Regions from separate parts of the Mus musculus genome. Here regions 1, 3, 4, 5 and 6 are each linked to region 2. The links are chromatin contacts, called in public ChIA-PET and promoter capture Hi-C maps. All regions are on one chromosome and are shown on one strand. The core of a region is the stretch at or near the end of the contact, and the rest is flanking DNA. Distances in the headings are between cores, read along the strand shown.

Region 1 (4,499 bases), core at 348-2,847, 580 kb after region 2:
TTTTTGTCTTTATTAATGCTGTCTCCTTCATCTCTCTCTGTCTCTGTGTGTGTGTCTCTGTCTCTCTCCATGTTTATCTCTTTCTGTCTCTCTTTCGAAATGACCTCACACTTTCACCATGCACCTTAGGTACTAATCTCTCCTTTAAGACTTCCAGTGGCCCAGGCACTGTGACTGGCTAGGGACAGGCTTCTAATTTGGCTGCTGTCATCTTGGCTCTCATTACATTCCATGTGATCAGTGACCATTGTTAGAGGGATGGCCTGCAATCCATCACCCTGTTCCCTGTGTCACTCATACTGCAGGTACTGACTCAGCCACTGTAGATGCACCACAAGAATTTCCAGATCCAGGCAATGCAGAGTCCCTAAGCTTAGAAGCAATCATCGTGGGTAACTTGACATAGGGAACTGCCAGGAAATAGAGCCTATCTTAATGGTTTTACATTCTGTGTGGTGTCTTGTTCGAGGCCTTTCACAAGGGAGATGCCCAATGAATACTCACTAGATGGTTGGCTGAACAAAGAGACTCTTCAAAAACCCACAGTGATGAGGGAGAATTTGTATTGTCCAGACCACAATATCACTCAGGAGACTGATGACAAGCAACAGGAGAGGCAGTTGATGCTGTGCTATTGCTATCAGCAATAAATAAATAAATAAATAAATAACAGAAAGCTGTTCCACTTTGCCCAAAATATTGGCTTCAGTCAGTTAAGGACCCTATTGGAGAAGGAATGCAAAGTTTGAATCATCCAAAAATCATATCTATTATATATCATATATCATATAATCATATAGCATACATCATACCACATATATCATACAGGATATATCATATCTCTATATCATATCATATATCATATCTATATCATATATCATACATCATATATCATGTATATCATATATATTGTATATCATATATCATATCATGCCAACAGCTTAATCACGAGGCAGATGGACTTCCTAGTGAAGAAAGCTAAAATTAACCCGTATTTACAACATTAAAGTCATCCAATGATATTAACACCAGTGCCACCAGCACAGTGTCTGCTCATGGATGTTTTTAAATACCAGTTTTACTTCCTGAAAAAAAAATGCAAACTGAGATACTAGTTTTAGATTTCATTTTCTGATCCTTTCCGTGGTAAAGAAGCCATACTTTTGTGAACATTTAGCTAAAGAAACGGCTAACCTTCTAGAGCCACGTGTAGGTCTCCTGAAATGACAGCAGGAGTGTGTGGGATGTCAGAATCACTCAACAGCTGGATTCTACTACGTGCAACCTGCTGCGGCAAATGAGCCACGGGACACTTAAGAGCAAGGGAGCACAGTTTAATTAAAACTGGCTCAAGATGGAAAACCTTTAATGAATTCAAGTCTCGGAGCAGAACTTGAGACCCAAAATCCCTCGGGGGAACTGTCAATAATAAAGATGCAATCTTCTGAACCAATCGCTCATGAGACCCCAGCTCGCCTTCGATGATGCCAGGAGTTGTTGTTCCTCGGGGCGGAACGATTTGGGTAGCGAAGTAACCTGGCAGAGGCTGCGGAAAAGAGACGGGCTCTCTCATGGCAGCGCCACCTTCTGTAAATCTGATAATGAGTTAATCTCACATCTGCAAGAATTAATCATGCATTCAGAGAGCTCCATATTAAATGTCACGCAAATGAAATTTCCATTTGGTGAATGCAGCTTAGTCACAAAGCCTGTAGGGGTAGCTGGGTTTGAAGAAAAAAAAATCACTCTTGGATAAAAGAATCCAGATTTGCCTTTATGTCTATACTGTGCGTCTCGTTGGATCTGAAGGGGAAGCTTCAATCTATGGGAAAGGCACAGCCTCCTGATTCCCCTGCGGTGTCTCAAGTGGATTTAGGGATGATTAGAGGTTGTGTGAGTCCTTGGGGATCCTAGCAACAAGACAGCTGTGTTAGTTTCCTACGTTCGCTGTAGCAAATTACCATATACACTTTGAGGGGTAACAATTTAATTTTGTAATTAGGGGGGTCAGAGTCTAATACGGGTCCCGTTCTCGGCAGTGTTAAGGGAAGAGTCCACTTTTATGTCTTAGTTGATTGACACTGATTCTTGGTCTGCTCTTCTACATTCAGAGGAAGGAACGGAACCTCTGTTCTTCCCTCTGAATTCTGCATTCTCGGTTCTCTGTCTGTGGCTCTGATCTTCCCCCACCCCACTTCTATGAAGCCTCTTATGATTATATGTGGTGTCCCTCGAAGAATCTTCCCATCACAGGATGTTTAGCTTAATCCACGATCAAGATCCTTTTAGGTAACATTTTTCTCAGATTCTCTCAGTCAGTATCCTCCAAAGAAAATGGAGATTATTTATGCATATATGTGTGAATATGTGATTATGTAAGTATGCACGCATATGTGGGAGAAAGGTTTGCACCATGTGGTTCGAGAGAGGGAGCATTTCCAAGCTGCGCATTGAGTAAGCTGTGCATCCAGGAAACCCGATGATATAACTCCAGTTTGAGTCCAAAAGTCTGCTGAGAATGGGAAAGTCAATCTAGTGAGTTCTATTGTAAAAGCTGGGTTAGACTGAGACACCAGCTGCCATTTTTTAGTCCCAGAGGAAAATGCCAGCTCTTAGCCCTCAGTGCGGGCATGAGGAATAGCCTCTTCTTTTGCCTTTCAGTTTGATTCTGGTTCGAGGTCAGTTGGATGAGGAGCACCCTCACTAAACAGGGAAGTGGTTATAACCAGTCTATAGACTCATCATCCCTCCCAGAAATGTCCTTGTAGATCCTACAATAGTGTTTAACTGAGCATTTGGCCATCCCGTGGGCCTGTCAAGTTGATATAGAATATCAATCCTCACCAGGACCCTACGGTTTGCAGTAAAACTTGCCTGTCCCTAGGCACCTGGGGGTTAGCCTTGTGTTTGCCAGACCCTATAGTTAAATTAGTTACATCTGATGGGTTGTGTCCAGGCGATAATTCCAGAATAATATCACAGAGTGGCTCATATCAGCGAAGGGAATCACTTGTGTGCAATAGGAATTCTTGGCTAAGCATTTTCCCTCTTTTCTGACATCATCCTTCCAGCTTCCCGGCAGAAAGAAGGGTAGCAGAGGAAACATTGGCCAACTTTGCCCGCTCATATTCCAACTTGACCACCAGAGCCCTCGGTGGCATCAGGGGACCTGAGAGGATGAGCTCTCGCTCTCTAGTCTTCATGGTGGAGGGACACAAACACAACGGTGTGATGTTGGCAATTCAAATGTTTTCTTCACTGCCCAAGAAAAAGCTCAAGCCTTAACCTTCCGTTCATCAACCAATCCACCAAGACCAAATGTCTTGTGGTTCCCCGCTCGCTCACCTCCTTTCCCTACCCAGTCTCCCAAAAGGCGACTGAAACTAATCACAGCAGGCTTCACGATGTCAAGACAACTACTATGGTTGTAATAAGATTATTCAAGTAGACACAGATAATAGTTATGTTTGTAGTTCTTTTAAGCAAATTGACTTTGAAGTCCAATTAACCCATGGTCAAACCAGGAGTAGGTTTCTCATTCTTCAGATTTCCCTTTTGAGCACACATAGCTTACCATTCCACAGGTCAGAAGCTGTGGTCTCCATATTTCATGTGTTGACTTGGAGCAGAGAAAAATAATCTTAGGAGAAAAGAATGACAAACTACATGCACAGAAAAAGGACACTGGCAAGAGCTGGATCATTCTGGATTTTTTTTTTTTTTTTGAGCGCAGTCACATTCTTGTGAAACCAGAAGGGTTAATTCAATGTAGGGTTAATTAGTTATAACCACTTATAACTCTATAAAATGTAGGTCATTACCTATGCATATGAATTGTGTCTGTAGAAGAATGACTTCTATTAAAATAGAAGAGATGAGTCTCATTAATCCAAAGGAGTAATAATTACCTCTGGACTATAATTAATCAAATCATAGTCTTACATCTTCACAAACTTATAATGTGTCTTACAGTATAGTAAAATATGATAAAGTGCTTGAAAGAGTGATATAGTAAAATTCAGGGCACAAACATCGAATGTGAAGGAGAACAGTACGTAGGAGGATGTTGGAAATACCTTACAGAACTGAACTGTGCTAATTTCAAACCTCTAGTATATACTTGCCAAGACCTTGTTCTCCTCCAGAGAAGTTTAATTGTTATATAAAAAAAAGTTTGCTTTGTGACTTGCTAAATTGGAAGAAGGCATGGTAATTCCATTTTTATAGGAAAAAAATCATCTCAATACTTGTAGTGGAGTTAGTTTTTTCAGCTTGATATTTGAACACAAATATTAAGACGCTGAGGCTTGGCAGTCCTGATATCATTAGTCTCATTTAAAATATGGCTGCACTATCGTGCAGTAAATCCCAGTTCTGTGGTTATGAGAGATCGCATCGCACAGCATATTGTGCTGCTAATTCACAGTTTTTCCAAAAACCTGCAAGCTGGGCCACTCCAAACATTTTGCTAATGAGCTTTCTTTGCTTCCTCTGGGAAC
Region 2 (4,077 bases), core at 471-2,970:
AAGTACTTCAGTTAATGGGTTTATAAAGTCAAGCACTAGCATTGGTCAGTTTTGTATGATAGGATGTAAGTGTGTTCTCACCTGCAGTGTAAATACAGCACACTGTAGAATTCTCTTAAGGTGCATAGTAAATGTATAGATAGTCACAGGCGGTTTTGTAATGTATACATTTCTAATCTATTATTCCTAACCTGTCATGTTTGCAGAGAGAAAAGAATTTTTCTAATGATCTGTAAAATTATGTTAACTTCTACAAGTAGGTATTCTAAATAAACTTTTTTAAAAGAGCAATCTGTGATCCAGTGACTCTTGATATAATGTATTAATGCATAATGTACTAAATTAATCCTCTTATTTTTTATTGTGTGTGTGAAAAAGATGGGTACAGGCTTGACAGGAATTTTGACAATCTCTAATATATGTTTTACTTGATACTTTATATTCTTTTAAAATAAGTGGAGTTTATACATATTTTATACATTAAAGATGAGGCTCAGCATATCTAAATGACCCCAAAAACTACACAGTAAGAATAAAGGCGGTCTGTCTTTCTCAGGTAAAAGCCTCCTGAATCACGACTACACAGTGCACTTGATTGTACTGTTTAAATGTTTGAAATATCCCACTATTTCAGTCTAAAGATAATGTCCAGTGATGAATGCAACCAAGAAAAAACACTGAAGCAGTATCATTAGACACTGAAATGCTGTTCTCCTCCCGGTCGTTTACTACTGAGTTATTGAGGAAACCTCAGGAAGGCTTTACTCATGATTTTGTCTTCCTTTCACCTCATTCTAACTTGTCCCTCAGAATCCTCTTGCCCGTGTGGGGTAAGGACACTGCTGTCAGTGTTAAACGTCATTGAATATCTATCTACAAGATCACTTTCCTGCTAACATTGACAGCTTTGTTCTGCATTCATTTCTTGTGGGTATGACAGCCTGGGTAATGATCCACCATGAGAATTTTGTGAGTAAATGACAAATACTTGGCTGTACTTCGAGTTAGAAACAGTACAAAAACTAACTTATCCACCTCGGAACTTTAAAGGTTTTTTTGGTTTTGTTTGTTTTGTTTTGTTTTACCAACTTGTTTGTTTTAAATGAGGAAAGCAGAGACAGATGGTCTCTGGCTGAAAGAAGCCCTTTAGCTATGAATCCAGCGCTCGTGCGCTCCCTAAAGCCTTTGTGTTTTACTGGGTGAAACATTTCTGCTTTGGGATGGTATACAGTACAAATGACAAATACAATTGATCATCGATGTGAATAAAAGGCAAACATCTACTTCTGCTCAAGTGGTTTAACTAGGTGGGGTTTCGTCCATACCTGAACACACACAAGGTAGCACACCCCAGCGGAAGCCACGAGCCTAGAAATGGCTATGCCCAAGCTCTCTCCGCCTGCCCTGCATTCTAAAACCGTTTGCTTGAAGGCAAGGAGAGCAAACTACACGGCAGGGGCACTAGAGAAGTAAGCTCGAGATGGGGCGGTAATCACGCCCCCGAGCCCGAGCCCTTCCCTGCAGAGACCTAGCGGTTGCAGTGGCCAGGGAGGCCCGCGGGACGTGAACCAGGAAAGTAAGGACGTCCCAGGACCACTCGAGTCTCCGCCCACCGCTGGCGGGGCTCCACCCCACCGAGGGGCATAGAGCTCTTCCGCCAATCGATGCCAAAGCTACTGCTCTTCCGCCGTTTTCCCCGCCTCTTCCGTTTCCGCCCTTCTGCGGGCCTGACCTAACGGAAGCGTTACCCGTGGTTCCTTACCCATGGCGTCCCAGGGGTCGGTGACGGCGGCTTTGCGGGTGGCCGAGGTGCTGGAGAGCATCGCGAACCGCTGCGTGGGGCCCGAGGGCGGCCAAGTGTTGTGTACGAAGCCCACCGGCGAGGTGCTGCTTAGCAGGGATGGAGGCTGCCTCCTGGAGGCGCTGCACTTAGAGCATCCCTTAGCCAGGTACCTCACTTCTCCTGCCCTCCACTAGGCGCGCATCTCCCTCAATCTCCCATCCCATCCTGAGGCCGTGGACCTGGATAAAACCAGTGTAGACATCAGAGAGCTGCCCAAACTACTAGTCCCGAGCCCCAAACCTCATCACGTGCACAGAACACTTCTTACTCTTTCCCCATCCCTGAATGAAGTAGTTAAAGGAAAAGTAAAGCAAAGCCTATATGTCAAAAGGACAATCTGTGTGCCTTATAGCTATGAAAATGTGGATTTAACCCAGAAAATCTGAGTTATTTTTTTCCCTTCCTATACAGGATGATAGTGGCGTGTGTTTCCAGTCACCTTAAAAAGACAGGAGATGGTGCTAAGACATTTATTATTTTTCTTTGCCATTTACTCAGAGGACTTCATGCAATCGGAGAAAAAGGAAAAGATTCATTCACTTCTGAAAATATTCAGAGCCATGAAAGGCATTGGAAAAACTGTTGTCAGTGGAAATCTATTTCCCAGGCTCTGCAAACGTTTCAGACACAAACCCTAGGTTGTATTGTAGACCGGAGTTTAAGCAGGCACTACCTGTCTGTCTTTTCTTCATCCACTGAAGGAAGAAAACTGTGCAGGCACTCGCTAGAGTTGCTCCTGGAAGCATACTTTTGTGGAAGAGTGGGAAGAAACAATCACAGATTCATTTCACAGTTGATGTGTGACTACGTTTTCAAGTGTATGGCTTGTGAAAGTGGGGTTGAAGTATTTGAGTTGTTGGATCACTGTTTTGCAGAGTTGAATGTTGGCGTGACAGGCCTTCCTGTTTCAGATTCTAGAATCATAGATGGCCTTGTGCTTCCCAGGGACTTTTCTATGTACTGCCCAGCAGATGGTGACATTAGGATGGTGATAGTAACAGAAATCCTCCAGCCTCAGTTTTCATCGGCTGGCTCGGAGTTTGTTCTCAATTCAGAAACACAGTTTCAGGCATCTCAGTGCTGGATCACGGACAGGACAAAAACAGTAATGAACCACTTGCGTGGTCAGAATGTAAAACTGCTCCTGACCAGTGTGAAGCAACCAGACCTGGTTATTTACTGTGCAAGACTTAATAGCATATCAGTGGTGGAGTGTTTATCAGCCGAAGAAGTTTCCCTTGTCCAGAGGATCACTGGTCTTTCTCCTTGTGTCCTACCAGAGGTTGCTTCACAGTGTGAAATTTCTGATAGTACTTTGGTGAAGTTTTGCAAGCCCCTCATCCTTAGATCCAAGAGGTATGTTCATCTCGGCTTGATTAGCACATGTGCATTTATACCTCACTCTATGGTCCTCTGTGGACCGGTTCTGGGTCTTGTTGAACAGCATGAGAGAGCTTTTCACGGAGCATTTAAGATGCTTCGGCAGCTATTTACTGACCTTGATCTAAATTACATCATACAAACCAAACAGCAATGTAACCCAAGTCCTCTTGCTTATGACAATAGCAGAGAGCGTAATCACTCACCAGAAACTGATAAGTATCAGGACATAGTAGCAAAGAGCAAAAATAAATTGGAAACTCAAACACATTTAGAAGTATATTCAGGTTTGGGGGCTTCAGATACAGAATTGAGAGCAGGTAAGCCGTGGTCAGCACACAAGAAGACACCAATAGCTCCATCCCAAACAGATGAAATGCTGAAGTGCTTGCCTCCAGAAAGAAGCGGGATAATTGATAACTGTGACCTGTCAATTGAGAATCATTCCACTGGAAATCCTACAGCAGAAGACACTGGAACAGAAATTTCTTTCGAACACTTACAGGTCTCAGATAATGCCGGAAAGGGTTACACGCTGCCAGTGATGCGCAAGTCACTAGATACCTGTACTTGTCAGGGTTATTGTTCATCCACTGTGCCAGCAGGCTGTGTGCTGCCAGTGGGTGGAAGTTTTGAGATTTTGATGAGTTACTACCTTCTCAGCTATGCCAAACAATGCCGACAATCAGATGAAACTGTCATCAGTATGTTAATAGCTGATGCTCTTCTAGGCATCCCTAAAATCCTTTATAAGCCTAAGAAGGGAAAGGACAGTTTCCCACACATATACATGCGGTCTCTCCATGCACTGCAAGCCAGTCAACCCATGGTAAGTGGTCAATCAGGGTTCGAGT
Region 3 (4,046 bases), core at 180-2,679, 550 kb before region 2:
ACACCAGCATGGGCACCAGAGGTCCAACTCTGATCCTTCAAGCACTTTATTGGCTGAGCTATCCCTATAGTCTTCAAATTGTTATTTGCCATAGACATACTTTTTTTTTAAGCTACTATTGTTTATTTGTTCATGCGGATTGTTTTACATGCGTTCTGGTCTTTTCTAAGGTATAGTCCGGTAGCCATTTTCAGGCTGAATGTACCAGCAGACTGGAGTAAAAACCGAAGGACTTGAGTAAATATTTTGAATTCTTCTGATGGCTCATTGTACATTTTTGAGAGCTGAGAGGTGAAGGGTGGGGCCTTTGCACGGAACGGCTAAGACGGGGTAATGAGAATGATAGTTTTGCGTTGAAGTGGGGAAATACTCGTGGGCATGTGTTAAAGAGGCCGTTATAAATCCCAGCTGAGGGCACCCTACAAAATAACAGTACTCGGGGAAAATCTGGGGATCAACCCAAGAAACTGAACCAGGAGCTTAGGAGAGATGAACAAAAGCGATGTCCTCCAACAGGAAATAAAAAAGCATTTGGTAAAAAGAAAACCTGAATAAATAGTGACTTAAACAAGTGCTTTGTACTTACATAAGTGGCTGAAACTGGGTACTAGATGTGAGTGAACTCTTTTAAAGTATCTTTTCAGTTTTTTGTGCAAATCCAAAACGGTTCTAAACAAGAGTTTCTCAAGAGGGGCCTAAAATAGCAGTCTTTCCTTAGGTTCATATTTTAAATAAGAATCCGAAGGAAGTGAAAGGTCTAATAGAAATCAGTAATATTCCAGAGATATTCTTGACTGTTCCCCCATCCCCCAAGCTAGTCCTTACTAGAAACTGTCTAATAACACATTCTCGACCATCTCTAATGCTCTGGAGAGGGAACACCAGGAAACCTTTTGCAAAACCCCCTTTGGTGCGGCTGCCGGGGTTGTTCCCAGGGCTAACGGGCGTGCCATCTGCTCGCAGCCCAGGTGCTAACCAGGGTTCACGTGTCACCTGGCGGCGCCGGGTGCTAGGGAGCCGCCCTGGCAGGTCCCGGCAACTCGGCTCCCGCAGGTTGCTGGGGGCAGGGCGGCGTCCGCAGCATCCCGCGCGTGCGGATCGTTTCCCCGGCTCCATCTGCTGCGCTGGGGGCCGGCGTGGGTCGGTCCCCCACAACAAAAGGGCGCCCCGCGGAGAGCGCGCCGGCCCGCGCCGCCCCGCCCCGGCTTCCCGCGTCCGCGCCCGCGTCCCCGCGGGAAACGCTCCCGCGTCACCGCCTCCAGGTACCCGGAAGGGGGAGGGGGCGAGGCGACAACAATCCGGCGGGCGGGCGAAGGGGAGGAAAGGCGCGGCGCCGAGCGCCAAGACAGCGAGGGGCGGGGCTTCGGGCCGTGCCGCCGCGCCATTGGTCGGCACCGCCCCGCCGGCCGCCGCGCATTGGTGAATGCTCAAATTCAGTCTCAAGGCGCCAGAGGAGGTGTTTTAGCGGGGACCGCGATCCAGGGCTGGAGCTTGGCTTAGGCGGGTAGGAGACGCTGTCGCTACGCGGACACCGCGGGTGGAGCGGAGGATCTGCGAGCCTTGCCCTGCCCTGCCCATGTCGCCAGCCGGCCGCTGAGATCTACACGCTCTGCCCGCTCACGCGTGCGGCTGCGGACGTCCCCGGAGAGACCCTCCATCGCGCAGCGACAGTAAGGAAGCGTGCGGCCCCCTCGGATGGGGAGGCGGGAATGCGGAGACGGGTTACCCGCCGCCCTGGATGCCGTCCCACAGGCCCCGGGTCCGAGTGCCCCCTGGGGTTGTGCTGGCTGCAGCGCTAGGTGAAGGAGGCTGGTCCCCACTACCACCTACCCCCACGATTTAGGGGTCCCCTGGGAAGAGTTTCACTTGGGGTGTGCTTAGATGCCTAGGGAGGGGCTGAGCGCTTCCCGCATGGGTTGGTCTCTAGATCAGGTTTCAGTCTACCCCCTAGATCAAACCCACTCAAAGTTGAATTCCTCCCGGTTCTTTGCGCCAAAATTAACTGACCTGGGAGACCCTGTAACTTTCTTGGCATTTGCCTAACACCTTCCTTCCTTGGTAACTATTTTGCCTGTTGCTTTTCATAAAGGATTGCAGTTTTGTTCAGTTTTTTCGTCTTCCCAGATTTCCAGTGATTCCTAAGTATATTTTAAGTGTTTGTCCGTGTGAGTTTTAATGAGGAATGGAGGGTGTCTTCATTCTTGGAAAATTCCAGGAATGCTGTAGGAAGGGAAAGTTGATGTTCACAAGTGGCATTTTGTCGTTGTTGTTGTAGGGGGAAATAAATGTAAAATCATTTTCTGATATAGTTGTGTGTTCCAGATGGAGGTGAATTGTTTAACACTAAAAGACTTGATCAGCCCCAGGCAGACCAGACTAGATTTTGCCATTGAAGATGCAGAGAACGCACAAAAGGTAAGCACAAATAAATACTTTATAGTCTCCAGCATGTTTTGGATGGTGATGCCTAGCTTTCGTCTCGTATACAGCATAATTGTGATGGCCGTTATAGAGGAGTTTTTAGAGAATGGGGCCATTGCGACCTTTGTTTCGGCTCCTCTTAAGTCATTAGTGTTGGAACCAGCTTCTGAAGCCAAAGGTGCATTCTGGATGCAGTGATCAGAAGTTTGTGATGCCTAGAGATCCCAAGGGCAGTTGAATTAATGTTGGAAGAAATTAGAAAGCGTTAATTCCCTGGAACAGGATTTTGTTGTTGTAAATACTGGATTTAATGTCCGAATGCTGAGAAACACCACCTTCCTCCTAATGGACCAACTACAGAGATGTCTCCCAAGAGTTACAGCCTTGCCTCCTAGACAGGGGTCAATGTGACTGACCCTCACCAGCTCCTCTGAATAGTTGACAGCCCTTCTGCTTCAGATATACTGAGCCACACACTCAGCAATGTCTAAACCACCCTGGCCTGCATCAGCACAGGTGTGCAGAACAGATGTCCTTTTGAGAAGACAGAGCTGTGAATCTGAGCGTTGTTTAAGCAACAGCAAACAGATGTAACAAACCAGTTTCAGAAACCTGGAATGGAAATCTCTAGTAGCAACTTCCTTAGGCATTGAACCTCTCTGGAGTCCAAGTGTTAGTTTTAGGTTAGCATCAACAGTGAACCTGCCTGGTGACAAAAGACTTGCCTTTATACAAGACTTTATACAATATTTGGCAGCTATTATGTTTGTTAGAGGGGGGCATGTATACCAAGACGTTTTTGTTTTAAAGAGTATTCTTAAAGTTACTTAAGACTACAACTATATATATATATGTATATGTATATGTATATGTATGTGTATATATATATATATATATATATATATATATATATATGTGTGTGTGTATTTAGAAGTTTTGGTTTTGGCAGTTCCAAAATAAAACTTTTCTGTTTTCCTTTGTAATTTGAATAGTTCTGCCTAGAAAGCGGTCTGCTCTCTCAGTGCCCCACTTTTGTTCTGGTCAGTGACTGACCAAGTACTGTCCCTGAGGTTTGATGGTCCCCTCCCCTAATTTGCCTCAGTAAGTGGTGAGTTTTCTCATGGGAAAGTGCAGAGAAATTCAAATGACCTAAGAGATTGGGAAAGTGGTCAAACCATCTCAACTAGAATGAATTGGTTGGGGTTTAGCGAAGAAAGGAGGCAAGAGATAAGAACACAGTGGTTTTTGTGGATATTGGGGTCTCTTTGACCTCTCCCCATTGCTAAAGGATAAATCGGATTCCTAAGGGTGGTGGGGACATGGAGTTTGCAGTCACAGAAACCTGGGTTTGATATCCTGCTCTGCCACTTACCAGCTACATGACCCCAAATAAATACATTTTTAAGGTCTTTTGGCAAATATTTGTGTCCCAAAAGCTGGAGATAAGGAGGTTAAATATCGCCTGACCTGTCTTAGTTCGTTGGTTACCTTTATAAATCAGAGCCAATGCCTAGAATCTCACCCACTGGGTTTTTGTAAAAGTGCCTAGCTTTATACACTTTTCACATTGTACTGAATTAAAATGACTGTGCAGTCATAACTTGTCCTTTAGTCACCTTAGAGGC
Region 4 (4,231 bases), core at 258-2,757, 700 kb after region 2:
ATAGCAGCTACTCATGCATCAGCAGATTAATACCTAAAATGTATGAAGAGCTAAAAGCATTAAACCCTAAAAGGTGAGAAATCCAACAACCAACAGATGGGTTGAACACGGTCCTTCAGAGAAGCATAGCTCAACATCCTTAGCCATTAGGGAAATCTGACTGGTAAGTCCCCTGGTATGTGGGTGGAGAAAAAGCCTTACATGCTGCTGATAGGTCTGTAAATTAGCTCAGCCACTATGGAAATCAGTATCACCACAAACTATAAACATAAGACTAGCGTGTGATTCAGCTACGGCATGTTTGGGCTTGTCTCTACAGGGATGGAAGTCAGCACGTCTTGAGTATTTGCATATCCATGTTTTTTTTTTTTTTTTTTTTTTTTTTGTGGCACTACTCACAACCTCCAAGCTATGGATTACACCCAGTGGTTCCCCAAAAGATGAAAGAGTAAGGAAAATAGCTTGTGTACAGATATGTCTATATAGACAAACTGAATGGTATTGTTGAGTCGCCAAGAACAAAATTATGACATTTGCAGGGAAACAGATGGGATTGGAGATCATCACACTAAGTAGCATAAAGCAGACGCAGGCGGAAAAGCATCATGACCTCTTATATGTGAAGTGTAGAGGAAAACAACCGAAGACCACAGAAACGTAGCAGGGGAAAGCGATCAGAGGAAGAGGGCCAAGAGGCCAACGGAATGAGTGTAGCCTAAGCACACTGAATTATCATAATGAAAGACCATTATTTTACACAGCATATATAATGAAAAAAAAAAGAACCCTTAAGACACAAAAAAGAAACCTCACAAATATTAACAGGAAAAACCATGACAACAAAGAAGTCTGTTGCTCATGGCTGCGGAAAGGAAGTGTGCAGAAAGAACTGAATCATGCCAGTGGTATTGCTCAAGACAGTCGGGGAAGGTAACGGTCGACTCTGATTGCAAGCTGAGTTTACTGCACACATTCATTACAAGGAAAAAAAAGAAAGCAAATAAGAAAACCACTCAGGGTTACCCAGAAGTCACACCCAAATTAATGCAGGCAAGCTGCTTCTGATTGACATGGGCGACAAGCCCTTGCTAGTGAACTCACCATGTACAGCATATTCCGGGCTGGTGGACTCACTTTTGACCGAAGCTGGTTGTGAACTTGAACACATTCTTTAATGAAGTCCTCGTTTGTTATATCTGGCAAAGTGCTTGCTGTAAATGAAGAACTAGACACAGACGAAGCCATCCAGACTATCACAGCAAGGATGACCTGCATGGTCTCTCTGGTTGCTGCTGGACCTAGAATCCAGAGCTGCGGGGTTCTGATAGAATGCTCGGTTCTCTCAGTCTGCAGACTGTTTCCCTGTTGGAGCTCGGATTAACCCAGGGTTGTTTATGCTAGACAAGTGCTCTGCCTCTGAGCTCCATCTTCAGCATGCTGGGTTTTTTTTTTATGACCAGCTTTACAAAGCACAGCCTACTTCAGCTTGAGGAGCCTGAGAGCAGAACATGACGTCACGAAACTTACACCGGACTTCTCCATATATGGCTTGCAGCTCATGGGTTTTTTTTTTTTTTCTTCTCTTTTCTTTTCTTTCTCTTTCTCTCTCTCTCTCTCTCTCTCTCTCTCTCTCTCTCTCTCTCTCTCTCTCTCTCTCTCTCTCTCTCTCTCTGGCAAACAAATAACAAAGGTTACTTTAATGAGAGTTGAGTAGAGAATTGTTTTTCTTGTCCAGATTTATAAAACCAAACAAGGTGTGCAAAGCAACATGGTTTGTATTTTATGGTTTCAGAGAAAATGAGACTCTTCACTGTAATTGCACTGAGAATTTTTTTCCTTTCTTTTTTACCTTTTCTATTTTGAAAGGACAACATAAACCCCACTTGTGTCCATTTAAGGGCCAGGCCTGATTTTGAAAAGAAAGCCATAAGGCACCAGCTCCAGGAACAGACCATAAAATCCAGAAACAAGGACATAAAACCACCTCCCAAAGAACAGCCTGGGGACAATCACAAAAATGGGGAAATATCTTATCTCAGAATGGGCTGTCTGGGCTGGGCAGCCCTATCTTATCCTATGGTTAAACATTCATGACACAGGAATGCAGACTGCTGACCACCTGGGACTCCCTAGCACCCAGCAATGAAAATTTAGATTACCTAATCCTTTTGGAGTGTTCCCCTGGTTCCCTATAAGAAGGCCTGTGTGCCTTTGTCTGAGGTCACCATTTCAAAAAATGGCTGACACCCCCCCCCACCCCTTGGTCTTGCCAGTATATGTTCTTTGGTTGGTGGTTCAGTCTCTGAGAGCTCCCAGAGGTCCAGGTTAGTTGACTTTGTTGGCCCTCCTGTGGGGATTCCATCCTCTTCAATCTTTCATCAACTCTTCCAAAAAAGTCCCCTACCTCTTTCCAATGCTTGGCTGTAGATATCTGCATCTGTTTTAGTCAGCTGCTGGGTGGAGCCTCTCACAGGACAGTTATACTAGGCTCCTTTCTACAACCATAACAGAGTACCATTAATAATGTTAGGGATTGGTTCTTGCCAATGGGCTGGGTTTCAAGTTGGGTTGATTATTGGTTGGTCATTCTTTCAGTCTCTGCTCCATCTTTGTTCCTGCATTTCTTTAGACAGGACAAATTTTGGGCCAAAAGTTTTGTGGGTAGGTTAGTGTCTTTATCCCTCTACTAAGGGTTCTGAGGGCTAATATGCAAAATCTATAAAGAACTCAAGAAGTTAGACTCCAGCAAACCAAATAACCCAGTTAAAAACGGGGTACAGAGCTAAACAGAGAATTCTCAACACAGGAAACTCAAATGACCAAAAAAGCACTTAAAGAAATGCCTCAACATCCTTAGTTATGAGAGAAATGCAAATCAAAACAATCCCGAGATTCCCACTTTACACAAACCAGAAGGGCTAAGATAAAAAACTCAAGCGACAGCACATGCTGGCAAGGACTGGAGCAAGGGGAACACTCCTCCACTGCTGGTGGGAGTGCAAATCTATATAACCATTCTGGAAATCAATTTGTTGATTTCTCAGAAAATTGGAAATAGTTTTACCTGAAGACCCAGCTATATTGCTCCTAGGCATAATACATCCAAAAGATGCTCTACAACCCTACAAGGACACGTGCTTCACTATGTTCATAGCAGATTTCTTCTTAATAGACAGAAACTGGAAACAACCCAAATGTCCCTAAACTAAAGAATGGATATAGAAAAAATACTATTTAGCTATTAAAAACACAGACATCATGAATTTTGCAGGCAGATGGATAGAACTAGAAAATATCCCAAGTGAGGTAACCCAGAGCCAAAAGGACATGAATGGTATGTACTCACTGATAAGTGGATATTAGCCATTAAGCACAAAATACCCATGATACATCCACAGCCCCAAAGAAGTTAAACAAGGAAGGCCCAAGGAAGGATGCTTGAATCACACTTAGGAGGTGAAACAAAATAGTCACCGGAAGCAGAGTGAGTGAGGGAAATGGGTGGGAAACCAGAGGGGGAAGGGAATGGGGACAGGCATGGGGAGAGACAGGAGAGAGACCCAGAGGGTCAGAAGAATGAATAGAAATCGGTGGCTGCCCAGGGTAGGGGTGGGGAGAATCTTTCAGAAGTCCCAGAGACTTGAGATGGGGGAGGTTCCCCGTGGTCAATGCTGGTGACATTAGCAGAGATGTCTAAGAGTGGGGACATGGAACCTGAAGAAGCTCATTTTGTTCTTAACTCGGTCTCAGTGCCTCTCGGTGACAGGGTATGTATAAAACACAGATTCTTGTTTGGTGACATCAGGCTTTGACTTGGGAGGTATTCCCAAAGGAATTTCTGCAGTCTTTAGAAATAAGTCCTGTATTAGCCAGGGTTCTCTTAAGAAACAGACATGACAGAATATTTGTATTAAAGGGGATTTATTAGACTGGCTCACAGGAGGGGCCTGAGTGCTGAACCAATGTTGTCTCATGGCAGACAGCAAGGCTGAGAATCTGCTACATTTCTGTCCAACTGGGGACCTGGAGGATTCCTGAAGAGCTGCCCGTCTTCAGTTTATATTGAAATCCGAGGAAGCTGAGTCTGCCACCAACCACTGCATCAGGATAAAAGAACTTACCAGCAAGAGTGAGAGCAAGCAGGAAAAAAAAGGGGGGGGGGAGGTGCAATCTTCTTTTAGGACCTTTGTTGTGGGCTGCCACAAGAAGGTATGGCTCAGATTTAGGGGTG
Region 5 (4,148 bases), core at 414-2,913, 540 kb after region 2:
TCTCTGGTTTAGTTTTGCACAAGCTAAACAGAGAAATCAAGTAGGGGCTAGCTTTCTGGAGGCTGAGGTCTGAACGTCCAGATTTGGGCACAGCTCATTTCCTATTGAAGGTGACCCAATGCACCTGATAGCAGTTCCTTTCAGGCAGGTTCTCAGGTAGAGCTGCTAAATGTTTCTTCTCCAGAAAAAAACAGGGCTCACTGGCCACTCTGTCGGCTAGGAGACTGGTATCCAGGGAGGGTGGGATCAAAGTCTGGCCTCTGCTCCTCCTAGGTGAAAGAGGAACCTGATGTAAAGTACCTAGTAGAGAAGACCCATGAAAGGGAGTCAGGGCGCTTTCTTATCAATTTCTCTCAGGCAGGAAGCTCCTCTTCCCCTGCAGGAAAGTCCAACCGTTTGGCACCGTGGCAGGATGTCATCATCAACAAAGTGCATGCTCACGAACTGTTCAGTGAAGTTGCAAATCAACCAGCCAAACAAATCTCAATGTCTTAAATAAGGTTACAGTTTGGTGTTGGGCCACATTCTCACAGCCTTGGCTACCTGCAGCCAGAGGAACACAGGCTGGACACAACTGGCTGGAGCATGGCTAATTGGAGATGGATTCCCGGGAGCCTTTTTCTCAAGGAGAGCGAGCCCTTCCTCCCAACTGGGCTCTACATTCAGTTTTCCTTGATACAACTTCTCAAAGAAGCAAACACTAGAGACAAAAGAGAGCTTAAGAAACAGCCATAAAATAATGATAATGATAATAATAATAATAATAAAACAGCTAGGTTGAATGGTGGCTACACCTGCAAAAGAAAGAGGAAAGAATGGAAGGGCTGGGGGGGGGAAGGAAAGGAAAACACATCAAGCCAACCACAAACTAAGACCATCGGTAACATATAATTTAAAACTAAAGGTCAGAGAGAATGAAAGAACAACCCCAACAGGCTAATGTGATTAAGGGGAAAAAAGTAAACAGTGATTTCAAAGCACAGGAGGTTAGCTAATCGACACCAGCTGAACGGAATTAGCCACACTTGGTCCAAAGATCAGTGGGAAGTGTCCTTGAGCAGCCGCCAAGAGCCAGTGCTCCTGAGGTGGCTGGCCCCGAGTTCCACTGGCTGAGTCCCCTAAGCTGAGCGGGGACCCTGGCTTCTCACCCTGGACCTCATCTTTCTCATTCCTGACTTCCTTTCTCTAGGGTTCTGTTGCAGATAGTCTCTGTTCTTCCAAGTGTAGGAATGTCACTCTGTGTTCTAACTTCTGGCTGTAAGGGGCAGATATCTGAGTCGAATCAGATAATAGACATGTTTGTGCACTTTGGGCATTTTAGATAATTCTCAAATATCCTCTTAAAAGCTTGTTAGGTCAAATAATATAATATAATATAATATAATATAAGGCCTGAACTCATGCTTGCCCCTGAACAAGCTGGGAAACCCCATCTGCCCTCCCTCCCCACACCCTGCCCACACAGAGAAAACTGTGTGCTAACTCATCATTCCTCATTCCTGGGTTTCCGGCAACCCACCCAAGAGTGCCCGCCCAAGGCTCAGTTTTTGACCCTGTAAGGACGCAAGGCCAGCTCCCAGCTGAGCATATCACTCCTTGCCCAAGCTCTAGAAAACTCCTTTTCTTTAGCCACCAGTGAGAGCAGTGATGCCTCCCCAGAGCTGCCTCCTAATCGGCCTGCTTATGTTGACTTGAATTGGCTTATTGTGTTGGCAGAGAAACCTCTTAGTAATATTACATAATTTTTATTAAAATGTGGCTGCCTGTGTAAATAACGAGGAATTAGTAATAGAACATCATCCCAGAGGCAAAAGGCTAAATTTTGTATGTGATTCCATTTATATTAAATATCCAGAGGGGATAAATCTTTAGACACAGAAAATTCATCCATAGTTGCCAGAAACTGGACAGATGGGAGAATTTCAATTTAACTGTTCAATGGAGTCAAGATTTTATTTTGAAAGCATGAAATGTTTTGAATCTAGACAGAGGTGATGTCTGTTAATATTATGAACATACTGAACTATCTCAGTTGTTGCTTGTATAATGGCTTATTTGGAAATTCACCTTAAGGATTATTAACAGAAGAGTTCTGTTGTACTTGAGTTCGATATACCTCTTTCTATATAGGTGGTAAGCGTTGAGATCACTGTGCTGAGAATACCGAGTCTGTTCTGGGCACCAGAGCAGGGCCCTCTGGGCTATTGTCTTCTTTACAATGATTCCTTCATCATCCACACTGTAGATGACAGCCAGCTCCCAGGAGAGGAGCATGGCACAGCAAGGCTTACTTTGCTCCATTGTCACAAGATAGTCTGTGAAGAATAAGGAAAGATTTGAAGAGGCTGAGGCCATCCTCCAGCCTTCTGGGTAAATGCCTCTTTCATGGCCTCATGCATATTCAGTGGGCTTGACTGCTTTGTAGAGAGCTCTGTAGCCTGGCTGAGGAGGCATAACTTGTGGGTCCACACGGGAAAGGAAAAGTTCGTGTTCTGACACCACTATAAATCACCTGAGTTACAGTACAGGAAACAGGTTTATCTCAGAGGAGTATCAAACCCCATCCTTCAATGCTGAAGACAGCAAAATTCCTATGAGCCCTTGTAGAAAATTCTACGTGGATGAAGGATCACATCTTGTCCATCAAAGAGGAAGAAATGCATACAGGTATCTGCTGAATGACATCTTGTGGGCAAGCCGTACACCTTCCTTCTGGGACAACTCCACCCTGGATACAAGCTGTCTCGGGGCCCTGAGCTTTTCACTCAATGATCACCCTTGGCTTTGGAGCCAAAGCTCTCCTCTGTTGGTGTTATTTCCTTCTTAGTGTCCTTAGAAAATTCTTATTTACAAAGTTCCGGTGGTTTCTAATTCCCTACTAAGTTCCTAGTTATCAGATAAAATAATCTGTGTGACTCATAAGCGTTCAGAATTACAGAGCATCCAACTTCCTCCTTTATAAGGAAGAATCCAGAAGGTGAAGTTCAGAGAGGTTGACAGGCTCTCGCTGGGGCAGAAGAAAAGCAGTGACCCAAATACTCTTTACCTTATCCCACAATGCCCTGCTGGACCACAAGGTCCAGCCTTTTGGATCTCTTGGGGTTAAATATTTTCACTGTTTTAGTTGGGAAGATTTTTAGGGAGCCTTGGTATTTTCTTTGTGGCTTAATAGAGCAGTCTTTTGTGTCTGCACAATTCAACAACATATTCAACGGAAGCATAGACCGTGGGGCGTTGAGATCATTTCAGGGCTTCACCCGCCTGTGCTCCTCCCCTGGTTCCTTCTCATGCTGCTCCACCTGAGAGCTTGCCTGGCCTCTGCTTGAAAACATGGGTGTAAAACTAAGATTTTTCCTCCCTACCACTTAACTCCCAGAAATAACAACTCTGAGACTAATCATTAATTAATACATTCATATACCGTAAGCTTTGGCTTGTTTACTAACTAGCTCATAATTCATTATCGCATTTTTTTTTCCTAACCTGAGTTCAGCTGCATGGCCAGTTTCCTCTCCTTGTCTTCTCGGTGTTCTAGGCAAATCTCCTGAGTTCAGATTATCTCCCAGAATTCTCTCTCCTTCTGCCAGATGTCCCACCTCCTGTTTCTTGCCTTAGCTCATTGGCCATAGGCATTTTTTGTTGACAGGTGATACTCTTAAGAGATTTTCTCTACACTTGGAGGGAATGGAAACTTGCTATGTCATCTAGTATAGCACCATGCTTCATTTGTGTTCTCTCTCTCTTTCTCTCTCTCCTTCTATCTCTCCCTCTCTCCTCCTCTCTCTCCTCTCCCTCAATCTCTGTCTTTCTCTGTCTTTCTCTCTTCCCTCTCTCTCCTCCCTCCTTCCCTCTTTCTCTGTCCTTTCAAATATCTTTCCCTTTCTCCCTCTCTTTTCTCCCCGCACACCCCTCTCTCTCCACTTCTCTCTCACCTTTTCTCTTGCATCCATTCTTCCTCTTTCCCTTCCTCCCTCTCTCCTTGCCTTTCCTCCTCCCACTCAGAGCAGAGAATACATACACATACATTTCAATTTCACTGTTTACTTCTTTTGCAATTGACATCGCACCATCGACTTTTAAACACTTAAAAACTTAAGCCATGTGATGTACATGACAACAGCACGCATATGGAAGTCAGAAGACAACCT
Region 6 (4,065 bases), core at 845-3,344, 630 kb after region 2:
TCCAGACACATAAAACATCTTTATTTTGTGCTACATTTCCAGAAAAGGCTTTAAAAGTGTTCTGAAGGCTTATAAAATTGCACTTTATAAAGAGAAAGATCGGTCCAGAGAAAGTATGCATAGACCATAGTGTGGTATAAAATCTGATGCTTTCAGCCAGTTGGATTTGTGGATTTGAGCCCCCTGAGCTTGATCAACATTTATTTACATTAATGGCTTCTCCAATCCTCATTATCTAGTCCTCTAAGTTATAGGTTGTGATTCAGTTTGCACACTGCATATGGGTATGTGTAGTTGAGACGAATTAGTCTAAAAATATTTGCTAGTGCCAACACAAATGATTTTCCACTAACCTATTTTGAGACTGTAGCCGGTAAATCCACAGAAACTAAAGTGCGTGGAGGTGGTCTTTTCTAAGACTGAGGTTGTTAGCTCATGCCCTGTGTTGAGAGTCTCTTCCCCAGACATCTTGGTGATCAGCAGAGAGCCGGCTGCTGACATAGCACCAGTGTCCTGCGCACTAAAGCACTGAAGGACAGACCTGACCGCTCCACTTTATTTTCTCCTTCTGGGGGGAAGATAACCCCCACCTTACATTTGCTGAGTGCTTGCTCCTCGTAAGTGTAAAGTTCCCACAAATTATGTCAACCCAAACATCAGTTATTAGCTGCTTTCTACAGGAAACACAGCCAGGAATATGCAGTGGCCTCTGAGCTCACCTCTCCTCTGCCTCTACGGACTCTGCTGCACAGTCCTGCTGAGCGAGCGTATCTCTTAAGATTTGTAAAGGTCTTAGCACTGGGAGACAACAATTTATGCTTTTAACGTTAATCAGTAAATCACACACGTACATGTGTATATTCTTTTTCATTAATTGCCTTTTTATTGTTTTTCTTCCAATTACAAATACTTGCCAATGAAATGTTTTAATTGAAAAAATTAAGTCTCATATATATGGCTTCCACATTCACCCTGTAAGGTTTCTTGTACCCTAAATTTCTTTCCTCTCAATGTTTCTTTTCCTTCTTAGTGTCTCCTGCTATTTTACATTTTGCTGATAAGGAGCTTGTGTAATTAATAACCTTATCTCCCTATGTATAAAAAAAACAAATTTAGTGCATTTTAATAAGGAAGTCAGAAGTACAAGGAGACACTTTATTGCCACGTTGACGCTGATAAGACCAGAAATAAGCTGGTTGCTCTGTGACTACACATAATGAATAGTATTTGTGTACGTAGTTTTATTACTTTTGGTGTCAGAGCTTCAATATTTCTTGGGAGTATATTTATGAACAGCTATACAGTTTAGAATTCTTTAATAAGCCGCTCTCACTGGATAACACACTGGTTTTTAAAGTCACTTCATCTTTATGCCTGATCTTAATCTTGTATTTGTAGTTCTCAGCAGGGGCAGGGAGTGCTATTTTCTTAGCTGCTCAGGGTGGGGATGGGGGTGTAGAAGATTGGGAGGGGTTCTAGAAAGGTCACTATGGTCTCATGCAGTCATATATTTTACAACTGCAGCTTGTACACTCCTGAAATGGGGAAAAGTTCCTCTTTTTTTTTTTTTAAGTGCTGAACAAAAACTGAAGGTTTGAAAAGTTTAAGACCCTTGAGAACATGAATAGTTGGATCTCTAGTATCTTTGACTAAGTTTTTACATAGTCCCCATGACAGCCTACTCCTTTGAAGTCAGTCAAGCCTGTGAGATCATGAGGGACTCATAACAGAAGAAGCTCTGTGAAGAGCGGCTGAGTTGCCTCTGCCCTTATTTCCTGCCCATTGATCCTGTGATGTGAGCGTATCTGTTATCTCCTTCTGCAAAAAGAACTGTGTGTGCCACATGACAGTCCTGGGCAGGGCCATGCAGGGTCACACAGCTACGGATGGCTGGGAAGACAAAGTTTGATCTTCTATGAAACATTTATATGCTTGTTTGCTTGTTTGTTTGTTTGTTTGTTTGCAGTAGGCTTGCTTCCTACTCTGTCCTTCCAGGACAAAGGCAGAAGTGAGTGGGTAGGAATCACAACAACTTCTCCCCTCTGATGTTACCCTCTGACTAGGGGAGTTGATAGTAAGGCCGGGACTTCCCAATTAGCATGCTTTTTTTTTTTTTTAGCAAGGGGACCTGTTTTACTGAGTTGGGGTAGAAGACACATCCTTCCTTTGGACTGGCTTCCCCATTCGATGTATCCCCATGCTGCTTATTATTAAGATGAGCTAAAGATCAAGGTTTACAGCACTCTATAGCACCCAGTGCTGTGCTAGCTTCTCCAGTGCGTTCCTGTCCTGGACACCTCCATGATGGTTATTGAAGTCCGTTGGTTGGCTTTCCAAAAAGTGAGGAGGTTTGAATCTGGCATTCTTGGGAAAACTCTTTCTGTGATCTTTTTCTCGCCTACCCTCTCTGGTTTCCCATGAAAGGCAGGAATGCTCAACTAATCCCTCCTGCTCCCTGGTCTGTGGGCTGTAATTAGGGTTTAAAGAAACAATGTCTCCACTTTGGTGGAATTCATGCTGTTCCCGTTGGAGACTGAAGCAGGTATACAATGCGCTCATAGTCTTTACACTCTATCTTCAGTAACACCTTGAACCACTTCATCCAATATTCCTTTCCTTCTTCAAAGAGCAACATTTAACTCCTTCATTTTATTGCATAGATAATGCCTTTGTTTCTGAACGATACAGCATGTGTGACTGTTACGCACACAAAGGGAGGAAAAAAGGTTATTTATTAAGTAAGTTATTCACCGTAGCAAATTTTAGTGATTTTTCAAACCAGAGCAACCAGTTTTTTCCTGATCCGTCGTCATTAATTTGACAAATACCTTCTCCTTAAAAGTTTACTACAGAAAGATTTCGTTTTTATAGGCACACTTTCTTTAATGTATGCTTTAGTGATTCTGAATATTAAGTGCTACCAGCATCTCTTGCTCTGAGCTTAGCAAGCGAAGAAAGCACCGTCAGTGAATTCTGCCTCAAGTCAGAGAAAATGTCTTTTGCCCCTCTTTTCTCCAAAGAAATAAAATCTTTATGTGCTCGGCATGTGGGGTAGGAAATAACAAGGAGGTCATTGTTCTCTGTCCCGCCTAACTGCAAGTGTAAAGACTGTTATTCTTTCGAGCACTGCCCCCTAGCGGGGAAAATTTCACGTTTTTCGACTGGGTATCTTTAAATGCCTTCCCATCGCTTGTTCATGCCCTTTCTGCAAGGATGCTGACCCTGTTCGTCATGTGTGTTAAGATAACACTTAGAATGTGAGTTCCTGACAGCATGGGGGCCTTTACCTAACAGTCTCACTGAGCTGAAACACGGAATAGATGAGAAGAAATAGATTGTAGCTTCTCACAAGTCTTGGGAGCTAGTGTTAAAGCAAAAGACAGTAAGAAGGGATGAGAGCGCTCAAGGCTCAAAGATGTATGCCACAGATGAGACAGAGAGATCGTAAGAGCCAGAGGGGGTGGAAGATTCCATGGAAGCAGTGTCTTTCAGATGCAACAAGCACTAATGCCCATATGAACTCACAGAAATGGTGGCATCGTGCAAAGACCCATGGTTCAAACCAGACAAAATCCCGGCACTGAGACGGGCAAGTGGGCACAAAGTCCTGTCCCTAACCAACAGTTAGCTCTTCCTAACTGATACCTGCTGGAAAAGGCAAACTTAGATGTCTTTAATGGAGTAACAGTCAGGATATCAACCATATTCCAGGGCAGGCTCTGTGCTCACGAGTAGTTGGCAGCACAAAACAGACCCTGTGTGTGCGTGTTTGTGTGTGTATTCATGGGGCGTTGTTCTTGTTACAGTTTGATGGGTTTTGTACTTTTAGTTTTTTGTTATAGTTTAGCTTTCTTGGTTTTTTACTTTTTTGTTGTAATGTTGCTGGAGAGAGAGAGAGAGAGAGAGAGAGAGAGAGAGAGAGAGAGACCATGAGGTTGGGCAAGATGTAGAGAACTCCAGGGAGGAGAAGCATATAATTAAAATATATGTGAACATTCAAAAGAGTAAAAACTATATAGGACATAAAAACTAGAAGTAATTCCAAGGAATGTAAACCAAGAAGGG

The links. Promoter capture Hi-C pulls out the DNA fragments that hold promoters and counts their contacts. ChIA-PET counts read pairs in DNA pulled down with a chosen protein or histone mark. Capture Hi-C pulls out chosen DNA fragments and counts their contacts.
Region 1: a contact with region 2 is called in a promoter capture Hi-C map of hippocampal neurons, with 3 times the contacts expected there. The contact joins the enhancer-like site here to the promoter of Bbs10 in region 2. A contact is called at or near these places in 4 of 39 promoter capture datasets (the 3T3-L1 cell line, the C10 cell line, hippocampal neurons and 1 more), 1 of 484 Hi-C or Micro-C datasets (cerebral cortex), 2 of 115 datasets of contacts at active chromatin or transcription factors (embryonic stem cells and pancreatic cancer cells) and 1 of 9 other capture datasets (adipose tissue).
Region 3: a promoter capture Hi-C map of adipose tissue shows a contact between it and region 2, with 4 times the contacts expected there. The contact joins the promoter of E2f7 here to the promoter of Bbs10 in region 2. A contact is called at or near these places in 2 of 39 promoter capture datasets (the C10 cell line and pre-B cells), 1 of 484 Hi-C or Micro-C datasets (CD4 T cells), 1 of 115 datasets of contacts at active chromatin or transcription factors (large pre-B cells) and 2 of 9 other capture datasets (adipose tissue and liver).
Region 4: an RNA polymerase II ChIA-PET map of memory CD8 T cells shows a contact between it and region 2, with 20 read pairs. The contact joins the promoter of Glipr1 here to the promoter of Bbs10 in region 2. A contact is called at or near these places in 5 of 39 promoter capture datasets (the C10 cell line, the HPC-7 cell line, cranial neural crest and 2 more), 3 of 115 datasets of contacts at active chromatin or transcription factors (effector CD8 T cells, extraembryonic endoderm stem cells and memory CD8 T cells) and 1 of 9 other capture datasets (liver).
Region 5: a promoter capture Hi-C map of liver shows a contact between it and region 2, with 4 times the contacts expected there. The contact joins the enhancer-like site here to the promoter of Bbs10 in region 2. A contact is called at or near these places in 3 of 39 promoter capture datasets (3T3-L1-derived adipocytes, the C10 cell line and liver), 4 of 115 datasets of contacts at active chromatin or transcription factors (acute myeloid leukemia, embryonic stem cells and extraembryonic endoderm stem cells) and 2 of 9 other capture datasets (adipose tissue and macrophages).
Region 6: a promoter capture Hi-C map of neural stem cells shows a contact between it and region 2. The contact joins the enhancer-like site here to the promoter of Bbs10 in region 2. A contact is called at or near these places in 14 of 39 promoter capture datasets (the 3T3-L1 cell line, the C10 cell line, Sertoli cells and 9 more), 19 of 484 Hi-C or Micro-C datasets (B cells, CD4 T cells, the CH12 cell line and 13 more), 16 of 115 datasets of contacts at active chromatin or transcription factors (the NIH/3T3 cell line, VIP interneurons, astrocytes and 11 more) and 3 of 9 other capture datasets (adipose tissue, liver and macrophages).

Annotation. Positions count from the first base shown.
Region 1 is chr10:111,880,259-111,884,757 of GRCm38.p6, forward strand. No RefSeq gene overlaps it. Among named protein-coding and RNA genes, the nearest start is that of Gm20758, 8.1 kb to the left of the region's middle. Within about 2 kb of position 1,598, at least 14 of the 459 cell types and tissues checked have an H3K27ac peak or open chromatin away from gene starts, as enhancers often do. A contact at or near this core is called in hippocampal neurons, where this site is marked.
Region 2 is chr10:111,296,959-111,301,035 of GRCm38.p6, forward strand. It overlaps Bbs10 (Bardet-Biedl syndrome 10 (human)), which reads left to right and starts at 1,721. Exons shown (of 2, transcript NM_027914.1): 1 at 1,721-1,949; 2 at 2,255-4,077. The coding sequence starts at 1,765. It overlaps Osbpl8 (oxysterol binding protein-like 8), which reads left to right. Exons shown (of 24, transcript NM_175489.3): 24 at 1-289.
Region 3 is chr10:110,744,010-110,748,055 of GRCm38.p6, forward strand. E2f7 (E2F transcription factor 7) reads left to right here and starts at 1,430. Exons shown (of 13, transcript NM_178609.5): 1 at 1,430-1,670; 2 at 2,323-2,415. The coding sequence starts at 2,323.
Region 4 is chr10:111,995,757-111,999,987 of GRCm38.p6, forward strand. It overlaps Glipr1 (GLI pathogenesis-related 1 (glioma)), which reads right to left and starts at 1,508. Exons shown (of 6, transcript NM_028608.3): 1 at 1,102-1,508. The coding sequence starts at 1,275.
Region 5 is chr10:111,834,083-111,838,230 of GRCm38.p6, forward strand. No RefSeq gene overlaps it. Among named protein-coding and RNA genes, the nearest start is that of Gm20758, 38 kb to the right of the region's middle. Within about 2 kb of position 1,664, at least 65 of the 459 cell types and tissues checked have an H3K27ac peak or open chromatin away from gene starts, as enhancers often do. A contact at or near this core is called in adipose tissue and liver, where this site is marked.
Region 6 is chr10:111,922,552-111,926,616 of GRCm38.p6, forward strand. No RefSeq gene overlaps it. Among named protein-coding and RNA genes, the nearest start is that of Krr1, 48 kb to the right of the region's middle. Within about 2 kb of position 2,095, at least 60 of the 459 cell types and tissues checked have an H3K27ac peak or open chromatin away from gene starts, as enhancers often do. A contact at or near this core is called in the NIH/3T3 cell line, embryonic limb bud, forebrain and 4 more, where this site is marked.